Regions from separate parts of the Gossypium hirsutum genome. Here regions 1 and 3 are each linked to region 2. The links are chromatin contacts, called in public Hi-C maps. All regions are on one chromosome and are shown on one strand. The core of a region is the stretch at or near the end of the contact, and the rest is flanking DNA. Distances in the headings are between cores, read along the strand shown.

Region 1 (3,908 bases), core at 1,304-3,803, 350 kb after region 2:
GTATGATTTGAAAGACTAGTTTGAATCATAGCATGGGGAAAGAACAGTTTAAAAAAGCATCAAAGCATCAACATCAGTACAAAAGCACAAAATATTAAGATAAAGTGAACAGGTTGACCAAATAGCTACATAGCAATAAAAATCTCTATAGTTTGTTATAAATAGAACTAACAGAACACGATGAGAGACCTCTCTCAAAATTTATGATCTAGGCTTCTCTTTCTTCTCTTTGAAGAGTGCCAACAGTGAAACACCCGATACCTTCACAACCTTGAACCTAACACCAGGAATATCACCCACAGCATGACCCTTTCGTCCAAATCCGGCAATCAACACCTCATCCTACATAAGCCAATTATCATCGGAAAAGTATCAGCAACCTAATGCACTTAACATTATTAAACTTGCCAATTCTAATTCTAATTCGAACTCAAAAACTCGACCAGCTCAACCCAAACAAGATACAACTCATTTTGACAATTAGAAGTCAACATCTTAAACTTGAAACAGCTTGAATTCAAAACGAATTGATACAAAGCAAACTAATCTTGAAATGACCTAAAAAAGCGCTTCTCCAGGCAAAAAATTAACCCAAAAACACTATATTCAAAAGCTGAAAATTTTAGCTTCTCCCCAAAAGTGCTTTTTTCCCAAAAACACTTTTGAGAAGCATTGCTAGACTAAGCCTAAAACCCATAAGAGACCCAAGCCTCAAACCCACACCCAAATAGACCAAAATCCTAAACATTCAAATCCAAAATGATCAAACCTGAAATTGAACCAAACCCAAATCAATGTTGTCAAGGGCACAAGGGGCACTCTTTACGGCTAGAATCCTTATATTGCCGTGCGAGAGTCCTTGAAAGAATGAGGCATTTTTGTTGCCTAGTGCTAAAGCAAGTGATGTAGGCACCTAGGTGCAAACCTAGATAACACTGACTCAAAATGACTCAAACATGAAAATGACCCAAAACACAATGACTAAATATTTTTAAAACCTGAATTGGTCCGATTTAAAATAATCTAATCCACAACCAACCCAACTTGTCCAATTGATAGGCCTACTTAACACGCTTAAAAAATTATATCATACAATTTCACTTAAGTTCTACTTACATTCTCTTCAATGTAGTTTAAGCAACCATCATTTGGGACGAATGCCGCAATCTTCTTCCCATTCTTGATCAATTGAACTCTAGCACACTTCCTAATAGCAGAGTTCGGCTGCTTAGCTTCAATACCTCTGGATGTTATAAAGCCATTAGTGCATATACTGAATTAGTGTTCAATGAAAACAAAAGCACCAAAAATGAAAAAAAAGAATAGGGAATTCTTACATCTTCTCAAGGACAATGCCTTTGGCATGGGAAGAACCAGCAAATGGCTTCTTCCATTCATTTCCAAGGTTGGATTTTTTGTATGCCTTATCGGCCCACCGTTGCCTCCTCCTGTGGGTCCTCAACTTGCGTCCAGCTCCCATACCACGTGTCTTCCTGAATGAATTACCCTTAATTAGACCTATTGCTTTTGAGACGAATCTAAGAACTCGATCAACCCAAAATGCCTGAACCAAACAAACCCAACACAATTTGACCCTAAAAGTAAACAACCAAAATCTATCCAACCCGAACCCGAGTGGACCCAAATGCATAATTACCCAACCCAGAAAACTTGAAAGACTTAACTTGGACCTAAAATTAACCCAGACCCAAAAGAGGCCCAAAAATCCTAAAACCCGAATTGACCTGATCCAAAACAACTTGATCGCCCAATTGACAGGTCTACCATCTAACCTTAATCTCATAAATTAGAACTCCTCAAAATATAAAATTCTAAACATCAAACTTTGTAAATCTTATGTAGCTTTTAAAAGTGTTTGATGGAGGACAGAAAGAGTTTGCATCACTTCAGGTGAAAGTCGACATTTTGTAATTTCAAACAAGCATTGTTCAACTGCCATTCATATGTAATACTCCTAAACCCTTGGAAAATCAAATACAAGCAAAATTTTCTAGCTTTCAAGAAGCTCATATCATTATTCATACAGAGAATCATAAACCAAAATCCATATTCCAACTCATTGTTTCAACCTTAAAGCTAAAACGCCTAAACCAGCAATCAAATTTCCAATAAAAAATATCTAAAATCAATAGCAGGTGCAATGCACTCAAAGGTATAAAGTCTCATTTTTCCCAATCTTCTTTTCAAAGTGTAGAATTAATACAAGACTTAGAGACCCAACAACCCACATCCGAAAGCCGATACTTCTCATAAAAAATCATTTAATTAAACAAGCAAGATCAGCTGAAACAGTAAAAAGAAAAAGGGTGGGGAAGCTAAGAAAAGAAACAAGCTACAGATTTATGCTGAAATTGATAGCAAGAAAACATACCCCATATTGGCTGAGAGGTTCCAAATGCGGCGAGGGTTTCCAGAGAGATTGAGGCGAAGACAGAGAAAAATCGGCGGCCGCTGAGTTTGAAGTATAAACCCCGAAGCTGATGCTTAAGGCCCTAACCCTACAAACGATGGGCATATATAGATATATAGTGGACTGTAATTTGGACCCATAATAAATATTTAAAATAGGTGCTTTCAGTTACCTTACTCGGTCGCAAAACGGGTTGGGCTGAAAATATTTTGTATAAATTTTTTTAGGGTAAGGTAAATCAATAGTTACACAACTTTATCTCAATAATAAAATACTCACTCAATTTTCATCTCAATTACTAAATTTTCGAAAAATAACAAATCATTCACTATTAACTATTCTCCTTTACAGAACTAACAGAGCTGTCATTTTCCCTTCTTCTCTCCCCCCTCTCGTTTCCCTCCCCTTACCACGGCTTTCCCATCACTCTCCCTCTTCCGCACGATCCCCTAACTCCGATTCTCTCCCTCTCCTCCATCGTCCCTCTCCCTACTTTGACCCTCTCCCTCTCCCCCACCGTCCCTTTCCTTCTGCTAACCCACCCACCCTTCAAACCCATTGATTTTCGTCTCCCAAAACCATGGGTCATGTTCTTCCCAACCAAAAATCCCAATTAAATGCATAAAAAAGGTCCTATTCTTAATTTTTTTCAGTTAAATACTTCATTCCTCTTCCTGCATCACTACTAGTAAGCTTCTCTCTTTCTCTCATCATCTTCTTCTTTTACTTATCAAAATGGAAGCTTCAACAAATTTGGCAGAAGCAACAATGATAGAAACAAGTTATTTTGAAGTTATTTCTAGGTTTTTCTTCTCATATCCAAAGAAAAAAAAGGGAAGAAAATATCTAAAAATATATAAAATATTGACAAAAATGGATTTGAGCTTACACTTTTAAAGAATTTGAGCTTCTTTAAAACGGGATCCATCATTTTCTGATTGCTTTGAAATCATAGTGATTTGATTGCCCGAACTCTTCATTACCTAATAATAATAAGGGTAAAGTACACCAACAGTCATTGTTGTTTAACCCATCTTACCCAATAATAATCATAGTGATTTGTCTATAATACAAATGACTAAGTAAAAAACCTAACAAATGAATTTTGAAACAACAAGATAGTGAAATTGTGAAATATAAAATAAGGGTTTTGTTTAACCCATCTTACCCAATCCAAATTAAAAAAATTAGAGCAGTTGTGGATCTAGAAACTTGTTAAAGTAGAAAAAATTAAGAACACGACCTTCTTTTTATGTATTTAACTGAGATTTTTTGTTGGGAAGAACTGGACCATGGTTTTGGGAAACAAAACCAAAGGGCTTGAAGGGTGGGTTAGCAGATGGAAAGAGACGGTGGAGGAGAAGGAGAGGGAAGGGAGAGCAGTGGTAGGGGGAGGGAAACAAGAGGGGAGGGGGAGAGAAGGATGGAAAATGATAGTTCCTTTATGTTTGTAATGGAAAATGGCAACTCCGTTACG
Region 2 (3,888 bases), core at 587-3,086:
GTGTGGCCTTAGGTGATTCCGTCTTTTCAAATGCACCTAAGTCAGTCTAACACTCGCAAAGTGAGGATTCTTATAGAATTTCTCCAAGGCACCAAATTATAACGAAAGCAACTCAAGCCAAAAGAATGTTCAAAAGAACAGAATAGCCATAGAAAAATAATACACGATAGGTGTTTGAGTAACTTCTTTCAATTTATTATTTCTCTTAAAAAATAAAGAATACAATAGATATAATGGGTGATTTACAATTGAGGGGGAGGCTCTCTATTTATTGTTGAGCTCCTCCAAAACCGATGGTATAGATTGAATTACATCGACGAATGATATCAAATCATTTCTATAATTAAGGGATTTACATAATCTCTTAGATTACAAAATCAAATCAAATCTTATCAAATTTTATTCCCCTTAATCTTTTATGATTAATTTCCCTTTTACCATGGTAGCCTAATTTTTCATATTTGTTTCATTGGACCACCCAAGCTTCAAATAGATAGGCTTCTCCATCAGTTCTTTGAATCAGGCCAATTCTCGTGGGTCAAGTGAGCCCCATCTAATCGATAGACCTCCATGGGATGTACCTTGTGCAATAGTCACAGGCTTTGAACTGTGGCCCGTGACTAGGGGTGTGCAAAATTTGGGTAAAATCGAAAAATTTGATTAACCGACCGAATTCAGTTAATCGGTCGATTAACCAAATTTTTTCGGTTCAACCGAAAAATTTAATAAATAAAACTATAATATATATAAATAGGCCCATTATTCACCTAAACCCAATCCAAACCCAAGTATCTAACCCAACCCAATTACCCAATTACCCAATTACCCAACCCAACCCAATCATAAAAATAACAAATAATTTAATAAATAAAAATAAAAATAATATATAAATAGGCACATGTTTTTTTTTTTGTAGCTTTAATGCAAATGGAGATCTTTTGGAGAGAAGAAATGGATACAAATGGAGAATATTAAAGACTTACATTTCAATTATGTGTTAATTTCAAGACTTATGTAATGTTTTTAATTATGTAGTGATTCAAAGACTTATGTAATGTTTTTAATTATGTAGTGATTCAATTCGGTTAATTTGGGTAATTCGAGTAATTCGGTTAATTCGAGTAATTCGGTTAATTCGGTTAATTTTTAACCAAAAATAAAAAAACATATAATTTTCGGTTAATTCGGTAACCGATTGAATTAACTGAAAAAATTTTGGTTCAGTTAATTTTTTTGAAAAAATTTTGATTCGGTTAATGATTAAAAATTTTGAAAGGTCGGTTAATTCGGTTAATGTTATTTTGGGTCGGTTAACCGACTGAAAACCCCTACCCGTGACACACAGACCTCACATGTACTTAGTAGATCTATACAATACATACGGTTCGCTAGGTCAAGGTTCACAAATTAGCAGGCTGGACATGCATGATCCCCTAGAACGCTAGCTCGGTTAGGAGATACGTGTTGAGTCTTTTGTGGGTATACCATGAGGTTTGCTCTGTAGGTATAACATGACATAATATATTAATTTAATAGTATAGTAACTAGTGTTGTACTTATCTCAAATGATTAAACATGATTTATTATGTAGTACTAATAAAATTATTAATAAGTTTAATTTTAACGATTTGAAATTTAAAGTTTTATTTTTTTTTATGATTTGGGAATTTAGATTTTAATTTTATTTTTATTGATTAAATTTTAATATTTTTATTGATATTATTTTTTATTAATATTATTATATTTATATTAGTTTTTAATTTAGAATAGATTTATTTTTTTTGAAGCAAAGACTGACTGGGCTTTATTAATAATAAACAAAGAAAAACAGATTTGGGCCCAAAAAAGTAGACCCACGTCACATTACAAAACAAAGCAGGCCTAAAACAAAGAAAACAAAAAATATCAGCAAAGTTTAATTTGAAAAAACTAAATCGATAGACTTGCCCAGTCAAATCATACTGGAAACCGTGATAATTAATGCTTTCCACTTTCCCAAGCCTGCCGTTTCCAATAACCAGAAAAGACCCCGATTTCTAATTCATTTCATTGTCTTTTCCTCTCCATGAAACCTACTTCCAACCCTTGTTCAGTTAAGTTCTAGCAGCCATTCTTCTTCCATCTGTCGCAAGGTGAAGCCAGGGACCGTTCCATTCAGGTATTATTGTTCTTCCCTTCTTAGACTCTCCGTAGCTATGGTATGTGCAAAGCGATTTGCTTCCTTTCTTAATGTGTCTGAAGTGAATCCATCGAAAATGTTCCGCAATAAGGTGAATATTTCGTATATATGCAGCGATTTCTGATTTGTCCATAACATGATTCCTGCATTTTTTTACTATTGAAAGCGCGTCCTCTTCGATTATTGTTTCTGATAAACCCATCTCCATTCCTGTTTGAATTGCACATAAACATGCCAGGGCCGCTGCTGCAAAAGCAGATCCAACATTCTCATGCAGTTTCGATCTTACAATCAGGACCCGATCCTCCCCATTCCTTGCTACAACTCCGGATGCCAATTGAGATCTTTGCTTGTCAAACGCCCCATCATAATTAATCTTTATGGTTGTGCCAGATGGGGGTACCCAGGTCGTTATATCAACATTTCTTGTAAGTCCACTTCCTTCTAAATCGTCCATTTCTTTTATGTAGCTAGATATGAATATAGAGATCTCCCTTGCTGATTGGGTCTTTCCTTCATATAGTCTTTTATTTCTATCCGTCCAGAGGGCCAAAAGGGCGCAACAAAACAACCTTCTTTGATACAGTGAGCTCTCTTCAAAAACCTAGATAAGCCATGTAAAACTATCAAAGTCTGGTTTTTGTAAGATCCATTGCATCCCTAACAGAGACCAAACTTCTACGGAAACAGAACATATTCGAGAAACATGATCCATAGTTACGATATCTATATTGCATCTGGGGCAGCCCGTGTTGGACACTCTTCTTTTGTGATTTAAGTTCACAAGAGTAGGGATGAAATTCTTTGATATCCTCCATATTGTAATTTTCAATTTAGTAGGAAGCTTTAGGCTCCAAAGTTTTTTTGTATAATTTTTTAGAAGTGGCCCGTAACTCATCTAAAGTAGGATCAAAATTACCTCTATGTAATAGTTTATAGGCGCTACGGACAGAGAACTCTCCTGAAGGCTCACCTCTCCACACCACTATGTCATCATGTCGCTCTGTTGCCAGGGGAATCTGCAAAATCCTAGCCGCATCTGCTGTCGAGAAGGTATTGATGAGCTCTTTATTCCACTCTATTGATATTATCTATTAGTTCCAAAGCAACAGACATATTAGTATTGGAAGAGTTAGGATTTAATCTGTAATAATTGGAACCTGGTAACCATGTATGCATAAAAAGAGATATCTTCTCCCCTGTACTAACCCTCCAGCCTAAACCATCCATTAATAAACCCCGCAAAGCCTAAGTACTCTTCCAGGTATATGACAGCGTAGTTACCGACTTCCATTTGGAAAATCGGACGTGTGAAAATATTTGGCTTTTAAAACGCGAGCTAAAAGTGAATCTGGATTGGTAATAAGTCTCCAGCCTTGTTTTGCCAGTAGGGCAATGTTGAATTCCTCTAGATTCCAAAAGCCCATTCACCCTTTTGCACCAGTGAATTCCTCTTCGCCCAGGTTCCTTTTGCCACTAGAATTTTGCAATTATACTATCCACTGCATAGAGATTTAGGGAGCAGAAAGCATGCTATAGACTAAGTTGTCATAGCTTGTAGAACTGACTTTATAAAAATCTCTTTTCCCCCTTCAGAGAGAAAACGAATACTCCACCCATCAATCTTTTTCTTCATTTTGTCCTTCAAAATCTGAAACAAAGCTTTCTTATTTCTTCCCACCGTGCTAGGAGGGCCTAAATGTTTCTCT
Region 3 (3,905 bases), core at 77-2,576, 410 kb before region 2:
TTGTATTGGTACAAGTGGACTTGTGCCGGTAAAAGTCTTAAAAAATGTGACTGTTGGAGCTTGATGTATTGGTAGAAGTCTGAGGGTTTCAAGGATTCATACTTGTAGCGATATATGTATCAATAAAAGGTGCATGGGAACCCAAAAATGCTTACTGACTCACTTTTGTCAGTAGAACTTCTCCTAAGTACCGATAGAACTGCAGATGTATCGGTAGCCCCCAAGTATCGATAGAAGTCTAGAATAATGCTTAGGGTGCTTTTTGACTTATTTCTATCGATACAAGTATGCACTTGTATCAGTAGAAGTGTCCCAATAAGGTAAAAATGGTCTTTGAATCAATATTTTTCAAAGGCATTTAGCCATTTTAATTAATTGATGACTTTATAAATACTTTAAAAGAAATTTACAAGGTCATATTAATTTATTTCAAATTTTGACTACGTGAGACTTTAAAGTTTGACTTTGTTATAAAAAAAATATTTGAAAAATTAGGGCTAATAAAATTGATAAGTTAATATATTTTTATTATATTCAATGGTTCAAATAAAAAAAATGTTTTACACTAATTACTGTAATTAAAAATATAATATTTAAAAAGTAATTAAATATTAAATGCATAAATTCATATGCAACATATATGATATTAAAAACTAATTACTTAAAATGTTGAAGTTTTTGGACGAAGACATTGACTTTGAACATTTTTGTTAAAAATATTTATTCTTCTATAATCCCAAGAAAATGAGAAAAGAACTAAAAAAGGAATTTTATAGAAGATGAGGGAAAGCTAAGCGAAGAGTAAGTTAATTTGATTTTAATTTGACTTTGTACTATTAATAGGTTAAGCCAGTTAGTTATCAATTATCAATTTTATAAGAATGATGCCACATTTGGTACATATACTTTTACAAAAGATCTAATGTGGTATTTATACTTGCAAATGTCCAATGTTGTACCTAAACTATAAATATTTATTTTTATTATGGTACCTATACTTTAATAAAATATCTTATATGATTATATATATTGAAAATGTCTAATGTAATATCTAAACTATTAATATGTATTTTATTATGACATTTATGCTAACACTGTTAGTGTATTATTAAATTAACTAATACAAATTCGACTTGTAGAAAAAAAAATCTAAATCATCTGAGTCGGAGTGAATAATACAACTTTATGTAATAAAATATAAAATTAATCGGTTGAGTAAATTTTTGGATTGTTTTAACTTAACGGACTAATTTCTTCTCTCTTAAAAGAAAAGGACTTCCAAGTCTGAACCCAAATTTAAAAGTCTGGTTGGGCCGAGAAACATTGCCCAATTTAAGAAAAGCCTGCCAGATTGCAACGCTCCAAAATGCCTAATTGCAGCTCCGAAGTCGTAAAAACCAAAGGTTCTATTTCTTCCTTTCAAATTCTAGGGTTTCTGAGAAGAGATTAAGCAGCCGCGGCAGCAAAACTCAACAATGGGTAACAGAAACAAGCTCAAATTCACCTCCATTATAATTTCAAAGTGATTTTCAATGGCTAATTCGTCGTAAATTTTATTTTTTACTTTTGGTTTTGAAGCGAGTATAAAGGTTCACGAGTTAAGGAACAAGTCCAAGACGGAGCTGCTAAGCCAATTGAAGGACTTGAAAGCTGAACTTGCTATCCTCCGCGTCGCTAAGGTCACAGGCGGCGCCCCTAATAAGCTCTCCAAGATGTAAGGAATTAGCCCTTTTTTTTCCTCTCTCCTTTTCTCTTTAATTCCCAATTGCATGTGCAGATTTTGATCCTGAAATGTATGGTTTTTTTTTATTGCAGAAAAGTTGTGAGGTTATCGATCGCGCAGGTTTTGACGGTGATTTCGCAGAAGCAAAAATCTGCGCTTAGAGAAGCTTATAAGAAGAAAAAGTTCCTCCCTTTGGATCTCCGTCCCAAGAAGACTCGTGCCATTCGCCGCCGCCTTACTAAACATCAGGTCCATTTAGATTTTGTTTTCAACTTAATGAAATAATTGAAGATTTTGTTGTTAAAACGCCTAAAATATTAATGTGATGGTACGGTGAATTTGTGATGTTAACTCTGAAAATTTTAAAGCAAGTTTCAGATAATGCTGGCTGTCTTTGTTTATGGTAAGGTCAATAACATTGATAGTAAACAGGGGAGGGATTGAAATGGCTGAGCCCAGGATGAAATGGATCTAATAATAGTTGTTCTTTTGAGGGAATGGGTATGGCCAATATTTATTTTTAGTCCTAAGAAATAAATCTTGTTACAGGATTTAAGGTTTCTGAGTGATTGGCAAGTGCTTGTGTAAGGAGGTACATATTTGAAAGATATTATGGTCAACCAATTAAGTATATAGGGCATTTAACGTTGAATTGGTGCCGGAATTAAGTACTGATGTTGGAACACGATTAACCAATTAAGTACTGGTGTGGAATTCGATTTACCTAGAGTTTAGGTTGTGCTTTATGCTACATTCGTGGGACATCTTGCATTCTTTCCAATCATAGTCTAATTTACTAGTTTGATTTTCTGGGTTTATATGCAGGCATCTTTGAAGACACAGCGTGAAAAGAAGGAGGAGATGTACTTCCCACTAAGGAAATATGCCATTAAAGTGTAAGCAGGAGCTACTTTTTGTTCTATCAAAGTCTAAAAAGTAGAATTATGGTTTAGATGCAGTTATATGAGCATCATTTTTGCCCCTTTATTAGTTTTCCTTGAACATCTGTTTGAGCGCTATAATATGATTTCACATTTCAGAATGTGTTTTGACTTGTACATGCAAGGAATTCTCTTTTTGCGTTGTTTAAGGCACCGTAATTCTCTAGCTCCGGGTTCATATAGGTTCTGTTTGTTTCACAAACTGATTTGTGGAAAATGTTTTTTGTATTTCCTTGTGTTTGTTTCTTGGAGAACACATGGTCAACAGACAAACGAAAAATAAGGTGTTTTCTTTTTTTTGTAAATTGACTTACGAAAAGCACTAGTTATTCATTTGAAAGAGTGTTTTTTTTGAGTAATTTTATTTTTTATAAAAATTAATTTGAATCAACTCTAATATTATTATAGTAATAATAATTTTTTATTTTTTATTTTTAAATATTAAAATTAAATATTATTTATATTAAATAATTCAATATTAATAATTTATTATTTTAGAAAATATTTTAATATTACAATTTTATTTTAGGGCATTTTACCCTAAAATTTACTTTGGTATTATTTTGTTTTGTTCAGCTTGAATGTTTTACTAAAAATACGGGGAAAGTTCAAAAACGATTTTTAATCAAAACAAATAAAGTCTCAAATTTCCTTTCCTCGTTTCTGGATATTTATTTCGAACCCAGTTCTTATTCTTTTCCTTTTCTAACAAGCCCTTGAGCCGCCTCTATCTCCGGCGCTGGTCCGGTCACTTCCTCCAGCCGTGAACTCCACCGGACAAAAGCCATATGATATAATTGAATATACCCATCGAAATCTTTAACCTGAAACAAACCAGTACAATTAATAACTGGCGAGAACCTTCTTTTTTATTGTTTTTAACTTTCTCGATGCTCTTCAAAACTCTAACAATTTAAAATGAGTATATTGTAAAGAAGAAGAAGAAGATGAAGCTTTTAGTGAAGAAGAAAATGGAGTTTTAGTTAACCATATTGATGGAGAGTGGGAGGGTATTATAAGTAGTTTAAAATATTATATTTTTCATTAATTAAAACCTTATCATTAAAAAACAAAGGCTTAAGAAATCCTTTTTAACAGGGTTTTTTACAAAAATAATATAAAAAAATAAAAATTTACCAAAATATTATAACTTTTTTTATTTACCAAAATATTATAATTTTTTTTATTTATCAAAATATACCAAAAAACAGAAAAAAAAACTGACAACAGCCTGATCAGGC

Evidence for each region. Hi-C and Micro-C count contacts between places; a contact is called where the count stands out from the background.
Region 1: a contact with region 2 is called in a Hi-C map of leaf, with 2.1 times the contacts expected there. The contact joins the promoter of LOC107916681 here to the promoter of LOC107926006 in region 2. A contact is called at or near these places in 6 of 34 Hi-C or Micro-C datasets (leaf and petal).
Region 3: a Hi-C map of leaf shows a contact between it and region 2, with 2.1 times the contacts expected there. The contact joins the promoter of LOC107918620 here to the promoter of LOC107926006 in region 2. A contact is called at or near these places in 2 of 34 Hi-C or Micro-C datasets (both in leaf).

Annotation. Positions count from the first base shown.
Region 1 is chrD13:26,244,358-26,248,265 of Gossypium_hirsutum_v2.1, reverse strand. LOC107916681 (40S ribosomal protein S23) reads right to left here and starts at 2,553. Exons shown (of 4, transcript XM_016846015.2): 1 at 2,393-2,553; 2 at 1,338-1,493; 3 at 1,117-1,243; 4 at 74-342. The coding sequence starts at 2,397. The coding sequence ends at 202.
Region 2 is chrD13:26,592,559-26,596,446 of Gossypium_hirsutum_v2.1, reverse strand. LOC107926006 reads left to right here and starts at 1,836. Exons shown (of 3, transcript XR_005922853.1): 1 at 1,836-2,607; 2 at 2,703-3,888.
Region 3 is chrD13:27,001,646-27,005,550 of Gossypium_hirsutum_v2.1, reverse strand. LOC107918620 (60S ribosomal protein L35) reads left to right here and starts at 1,326. Exons shown (of 4, transcript XM_016848211.2): 1 at 1,326-1,479; 2 at 1,579-1,714; 3 at 1,816-1,972; 4 at 2,549-2,830. The coding sequence starts at 1,476. The coding sequence ends at 2,623.